Linked DNA regions of Mus musculus: region 2 is linked to region 1. A link is a contact called in public Hi-C data. All regions are on one chromosome and are shown on one strand. The core of a region is the stretch at or near the end of the contact, and the rest is flanking DNA. Distances in the headings are between cores, read along the strand shown.

Region 1 (3,196 bases), core at 402-2,901:
CTCCACACACAAACTCACACATGCAATCTACCCCCCACCCCACCCCGGTCCGATACAACTTAGAAACGTTTAATCTGGGCTCACAGTTCAGAATGTTAACATCCATGATCATCCTGCTGGGGAGCACTGCATCAAACATGGCACTGGAACAGCAGCTGAGCACTTACATCCTGATCTACAGAGAGAGGGGGGAGGGGGAGAGGGAGGGGAGGGGAGGGGGGAGGGAGAGGGAGAATTAACTAGCAATAACATGGGCTTTTAGAACCTAAAAGTCTGTCCCTAGCAACTCTGTCAACTGGGGACCAAACATCCAAACATGGGAGAGCCCCTGGGGGCCCATTTCTTTCAAACCATCAAACTATCTGTCAAGAATTGGAGGTGAAACTTTGATTTAAAATAAGGGTATCGTTTTTTAAAAGACTCCCTTGATGTGGGGGCCGACAGTTAACAGGCAAGAACACTAGGTGAGGTTCAGAAAGGGAAGCTTATCCATCTGGTAACTGCGGCAGGGATGTTCTCAGAGGGATGCAATCAAGTCAGGAAGGCTAGTGGGGAGAGAGGGGAGGCCGCACTGCAGGATGTGGGAGAGCACCCCCTGTGAAGAGCACAGCTCAGTGGATGCTGTTGGACAGTTTGCACCAGGAACGGGGCCTTTTAGACATGTTTGATCTTGTTCTTTGGGCTTCAGGTGTGTTCTCCCAGGATGTCTTCTCTTACCCTCCTCCTGTCTCTCTCTCTCCTCCTGGCTCACATATGCAATCTTATATGCACGCACACACACACACACACACATACACACACACACACACACACACACACACACACACACTTGCAGAAATAAAAACAAGACAGCTTTGCATTTCAGAAGTGACTTTGAACTTTTAAACAGTGTCAAAACTGTCTAAAGCCTTTGAGGGCTTTTAAAGGTGGGTGAAATGCATTTTCATTATGAGATGAAAATGAGGCTTTAGGGGCCTAGGATTTAAAATTATGTGTTTGGGTGACAAGGGGTGGAGTTATAATGGTTACCCTTCACTGTCTTCTTGACCGTATTTAGAATCATGGATTCTGCCCCCTGTTCTTTTTCTGGTAGTGTTGAAGTTGCCTATCGTGGGCTGTGCTTGAATGTCTCGGCACAAGGACCTGCAGGGTCTTAGGACACACCAAGGCCAAGGTGACATGATAGAGACCCCCTTTTATGTCATGGCTTTGACTCTTCTTAATGCTCTGCAGGTGTTGTTTTTTCCAACAGCACACGTCTCTGGGAGCCTGAGGTTACTTATCTGGGGCAAAAGCAACTCTTCAGACCCTCATCTGAGAGTCAGGGCTCATCAGTGGGCACAGAAACAACAGATGCTTGAGCTTCAGCCCCACCCCCACCCTGCCTCAGCCTCCCTCTCTCACCAGCCTGGCCTGAGGCTTGCTGTCCTAGACAGTTTACAAGGAAACAACAGTCCCTCTCCTCCAGCTGCTAACCTGCTGTGTCAATTTCACCAGTTAATAAATGACTGGCGAAGGCTTAATTGCATCAGAAGAAATTGACATCAGCTGGTGCTTAGCCCCCACTCAATTAATTTGTGCTCCTAACAGGGTGGAGCAGGGGCAGAGGCCATTAATCACATACGTTGGTGCCAGCTGCAGCCTGCCTTCTGCATCTTTAGTCGCCCAGGAAGTGAATGAGGTGACCCTTTGGGGTTACTGATGGCAGGGCGGTCCCTTTGAGAGAGCAGAGATCTCTAGTTTAATGGAGAGTGGCTTTTAGTGTCCTTCCCCATCTATGCTCCACCTTCCAGGCTGATGTGCTCTGAATTCCCACCTCAGGACTACTAATGTATTCGGCCCGAAGGGCACCGAACCCAGAACCAGCCTTGACGTGGGTACCAGATGATGTCACTGATTCTACAAGGTCACCCCTCCTACATGCTTCCCACCCCACCCCTGCTGCCTCCAGACTGAAACCTCCCAAAGACCTCCATTCCTGTATCACTTCCCCAAAGGGCCAGACGGCAAGATGGCAAGATCTAAGCCTGGTACAATACAGACTCCGCCCACTGTGGGTGTGGCTCTGGGAGGTTTGGGCGGTCTCTGCCTCTTAACCTGTAACTTGGTTGATTGTTACTACAAACCTGCTTCAAGAAAGTACACTCCAGGGGACACCTCGGCTCCTGGTGAAATTTGTATAGCCCTTCTGGAAGGACAGACAGCAGGACCAGAGGCTCCACACCCAGTGCCTCTCCAGATGCATCTGTCTCGACCCTGCTGTGTGGTCGAGCAAGTTACTCATCCTCTCTGAACTTGGCTTCTCCCTGTTAAATAAGATGTTGGGGGCCAGCTCTTTTAAGAGTCTTTGCAAACCAGGCGTGGTGGCACACTCCTTTAATTCCAGCACTTGGGAGGCAGAGGCAGGCGGATTTCTAAGTTCAAGGCCAGCCTGGTCTACAGAGTGAGTTCCAGGACAGCCAGGGCTACACAGAGAAACCCTGTCTCGAAAAACAAAAACAAAAACAAAAAAGAGTCTTTGCATGTCTGTGACTCATATTTCTACACTGAAAGTCATGGGAGCAGGCTGGTTATGACTTATGACTGGCACTCTACAGTTTATAAGAACACCAGCAACTGTCTTTTGGAAATAAGATAAAAAGCAGCTGGATTGGGCTGAGGTGTGATTTGTGGGGATTGTTGTGATGTTTTGTTTTGATTAGAGGGGAGCTGGAGAGATGTCTTCGCTGACTATACTTTAAAAGGAATCTCAAGACCTTGTTCTTGAGCAAAGCCCCATGCAGCACGCTCTTTCCAGGGGCCTCTTGGTAACTCTTTGCTTAGCCCCTGGGTATCTGGGAGCCACCCACCCATTGGGATTGGCTCACTAACTATTGGGTAGAGCAGTGGATCAGCCACAGCTCTTCTCGCTAGTGGGTGGGAAGGAGGCCTTCACAGCTCAGCAATGGCTTTGCCAAAGAGATTTCCTCTCTAGCTCTTCACCAAATAACTGATTCCCCTTATGTGTGTGTGGAGTGTGGGGCTGGATCCTGAGACAGACACCTTGTATTTCCACTGTCCATTCAGCACATGGCCAGAATAGGGAACCTGCCTGAATACTCTGTGGTCTTCTGAGTTCTATTCATATGCTTTAATCTCACTCCAAATTCAGTAGGAGCACAGAAGGCCAGTTCCCACTTGATTCTTGACAAAATCT
Region 2 (3,196 bases), core at 502-3,001, 150 kb before region 1:
ATCACTCGGGGAGCTCTCAAACACCTCCCACATCTCGTGAGTAATATACTGCTCCGCTTGGACCACATCCCTCAGAGATTCTGATTCAACTGGTTCCGTGTAGTTCTAATGAGCATCCGGCTGACAGCTACTATGCAGAATGCTGAACATACATACATACATACATACATACATACATACATACATACATACATACTCATGCCTCCCTGTGCTCATCATGAAACCGTCAAACTTAAGAATGGTGAGGCTCGGGGAAGGACGTGCAAGCACACCCCCTGAATCAGAGGCTTCCCTAACTTCCCTTGCCACTCTCTGCCGGCCGGCATCCTCTCTCCTTCCTGCTTCTGGAGCCCCCTTTCCTCTCTAGCACCTCATGCGGTAAGCCACTGTGCCAGATCAAGGCTTAGCCCTCAGGCCGCTGTCCTGGGAATACACTGAGAACTACAGTGCTGTGAAGTCAGTCTCATCTGAAATGGGCCGAAACGAAGACTGCGACCTAGGTTGGACTGATGGACACTGAAATCATATATTCTTTTATCGCCCCCGTAGCATCCTCCCACTGCGTGCTGACCAAATTTGATGTGAGCCTTGTATCGGAATCTGTATAGCTTTTGGCACTACTCACAGCAAGGAGCTAATGTTGGCCCTGGGCGGTGTGGCAACATATTCCCAGAAGCCCAGAGCTGCTCTCAAGGTTTGCTCACAGAACAGCAGCTGGACAAGAAAAAAGGAATAGCTGCTAAAACCTTAGCACACTGTACTTCCTTTTGTATTTGAAAGGTGACAGTAGAGCATCAGGTGGCCTGACAAAAGGACAGGGAGCCTTGGTGGCACTGCCCAGCGTGTGCTCTGTCCCTCTGCACCCATGGGACAAGCTGCACTCCCTCTGGAGCAGCAGGTCCGTGATGGAGAGGGGTTAAAAGCGGCTTTAAAGACCTCGTGGGACTTCAGTGTGGCGATTGTAAGCCCAAGAATTCACTGAATTCCTCCTGAGAGCAGACTTTGTGAGTAGAACAGCCAAATTATGGCTTGTTTCCCTCTAAGGGTCAAGCAAGTGGAGCCTTTTCGAGGCTGTGTTTGTCGTTTCTTGCTGCTAGATGGCGCTCGAGGACAAGCACTCTGCGGCCGCGCCAGCAAGTGCAGGTACCTACCATTGCACTATAGAAAATCGAATTTAGCATGCAGCTTGGAGCTTCTCTACTCCAATTATTCATTTTTAACCTGGAAAAGTAGTTAAAGCGACTTCCAAGTGAGTTCTTTGGGAATAGAGCTTTAGGGTAATTCTCATAGGGTCATCTTCCCACGGTTTCAATTTATTTTCTAATTTTACTCTATGCAAAATAGCCAGAGCATTCCCCCTTTACAGAAATTGGCAATAAACTGTGACTTTATTCCTTGGAAGAAGTGGGAAAACCCTAACAAGGCTCTAATTACACTAACCAAGACAGCTCAGTCAAAAGAAAATCTATGGCCATCTTCCGTTAGGACTAAGGCTGGTACATTGTAGAATTCTAGCAGGAAGAATATAAAATTCTCACAGTTCAGGCATGCCTGTGAATCTCCAAAAGGATTTTCTCAGGCTGAGAATACAGCTACATGTAGAACACATACTTTGCACATATGAAGTAGCCAAGGCTCTGGGGAATAGGGGTGGAAGGGGGAGTGTTCTTACTTTGTGGTGTCCTGGCTAGGAGAACCTGCAGGAACTCTATATTGTGTGATAGAGGATCTAGTGCTTGTCCTCTAGCGCCACCTAGCAGCAAGAGAAAGGCAAAACCCAATTCCAACAATGATATGTTACATTATGTTACAGTATAAGGCAGACAATGACCACATGTTACAATATGTTACAGTGTAAGAGAGCCGAGGCACAAGAGTTAAGTATCTTGCCCAAATGTGGCAGAGATTAATACTGTGTCATAGTGAGGTTAGTATGGCTTTACTAGGCACTTATTACATAAATTTATTAGAGTTCTCCAGAGGAACAGAGCCAATAGGATGAATATATCCAGAAAGGGAAGTTATGCTGGCTTACCTGTATGGTCTGGGTAGTCCAGCAATGGCTGCCTTCACATTGGAGAGAGTGAGCATCTGCTAACCACTTGGTCTATGAGGCTGGATTCCTGGGACCAGCAGGTCTTCAGACCACAGAGGAGGAGGGCTAAAGATGCTGGGCTTTAGTGTCCAAAGAGAATGGAGGCAGCAGTGCAGGCAGAAATGATAGAATAATGGACAATGGGAAGGCAAGAAGGAAAAAAAGAAAAAGAAAACCACAAAGCCTACCCATCAGTCCTTGTATCTAGGCTGCCACTGAAAGGTGTCCCTAATTCAGGGCAGGTCTACTACTTACTTCAGTTGCTGTAATTAAGGCACACCCTGTAGGCTGCCCATTACTCATTTTAGCTAGATAATCCCAGACAGATGTGCCCAGAGCTTGTCTCGGATGATTCTAGATCCTGCCATGTTGATGATATGACCTATCACAATTGACATACTTTCTATGTTTTCCATTTTCCCAACACTCCTACTACAGTTCCATTTTTATAGGTGACTTGAGCATCAGAAAGGTAAGTACTCTCTACCCAGGAGTCACATTCAGAAAGTAGTGGCGGGCTCCAAACAGGTGGCATTTCTCCAGCCAGTCACCTGAACCGCATTCTCTACATGTCTCCAGTCCCCTCTTTAAACCCTTCTGATTCCACCCACGACACTACCAAAACTGTGTCTGCCAAGGTCTCATGAGATTGCCACATCACCCAGCCCACCAGTCAGCCCCCCCACCATGTCCTGCTTCCCCAACCTACTCCCCCAACCCCATCCCCTGATCATCCCTCCTTGTCCCCCACCAATGTCATCCCGCCCTACCTGTCGGCACATGACTGCCTGACCACACTTCCTCCTGATATCCTTCGTTTCCAGGACCTCCCTTCCACCTTTAGAATTTCTTCTCTTGCTCAAGCCCTAGCATCTTTCAAGGTCCTCTTTTCCTTTCCTTCTTAACGCTTGAGGGCGCCTTAGCAAGAGTCTCCATGCTCTGGCTTTAATCATGGCCCCTAAGCTGAGGACTCCTGCCTTGTAAAATCCGCTAAGATGGCTCTCCCAAAGGGACTTAATTACCTGCTGATCTCTTCACTAACATCCAAACATCTCAAACTTAGCAAATCTGAAAATCATGAGAGCTACCCTGTCTGCACCC

Evidence for each region. Hi-C and Micro-C count contacts between places; a contact is called where the count stands out from the background.
Region 2: a contact with region 1 is called in a Hi-C map of the N1E-115 cell line, with 12 times the contacts expected there. The contact joins two enhancer-like sites. A contact is called at or near these places in 7 of 39 promoter capture datasets (HPC-7-derived erythroid cells, embryonic stem cells, hippocampal neurons and 2 more), 9 of 15 datasets of contacts at CTCF or cohesin (CD8 T cells, the G1E-ER4 cell line, the NIH/3T3 cell line and 6 more), 255 of 484 Hi-C or Micro-C datasets (the 63-12 cell line, the AML12 cell line, the AtT-20 cell line and 131 more), 40 of 115 datasets of contacts at active chromatin or transcription factors (CD8 T cells, PVALB interneurons, T-cell acute lymphoblastic leukemia and 27 more) and 6 of 9 other capture datasets (adipose tissue, embryonic stem cells, embryonic tail and 3 more).

The regions. Positions count from the first base shown.
Region 1 is chr1:156,088,571-156,091,766 of GRCm38.p6, reverse strand. The region is part of intron 1 of Fam163a (family with sequence similarity 163, member A); the gene reads left to right. Among named protein-coding and RNA genes, the nearest start is that of Tor1aip1, 54 kb to the right of the region's middle. Within about 2 kb of position 1,651, at least 21 of the 459 cell types and tissues checked have an H3K27ac peak or open chromatin away from gene starts, as enhancers often do. A contact at or near this core is called in the N1E-115 cell line and the P5424 cell line, where this site is marked.
Region 2 is chr1:156,239,821-156,243,016 of GRCm38.p6, reverse strand. No RefSeq gene overlaps it. Among named protein-coding and RNA genes, the nearest start is that of Gm30472, 28 kb to the right of the region's middle. Within about 2 kb of position 1,751, at least 16 of the 459 cell types and tissues checked have an H3K27ac peak or open chromatin away from gene starts, as enhancers often do. A contact at or near this core is called in the N1E-115 cell line and the P5424 cell line, where this site is marked.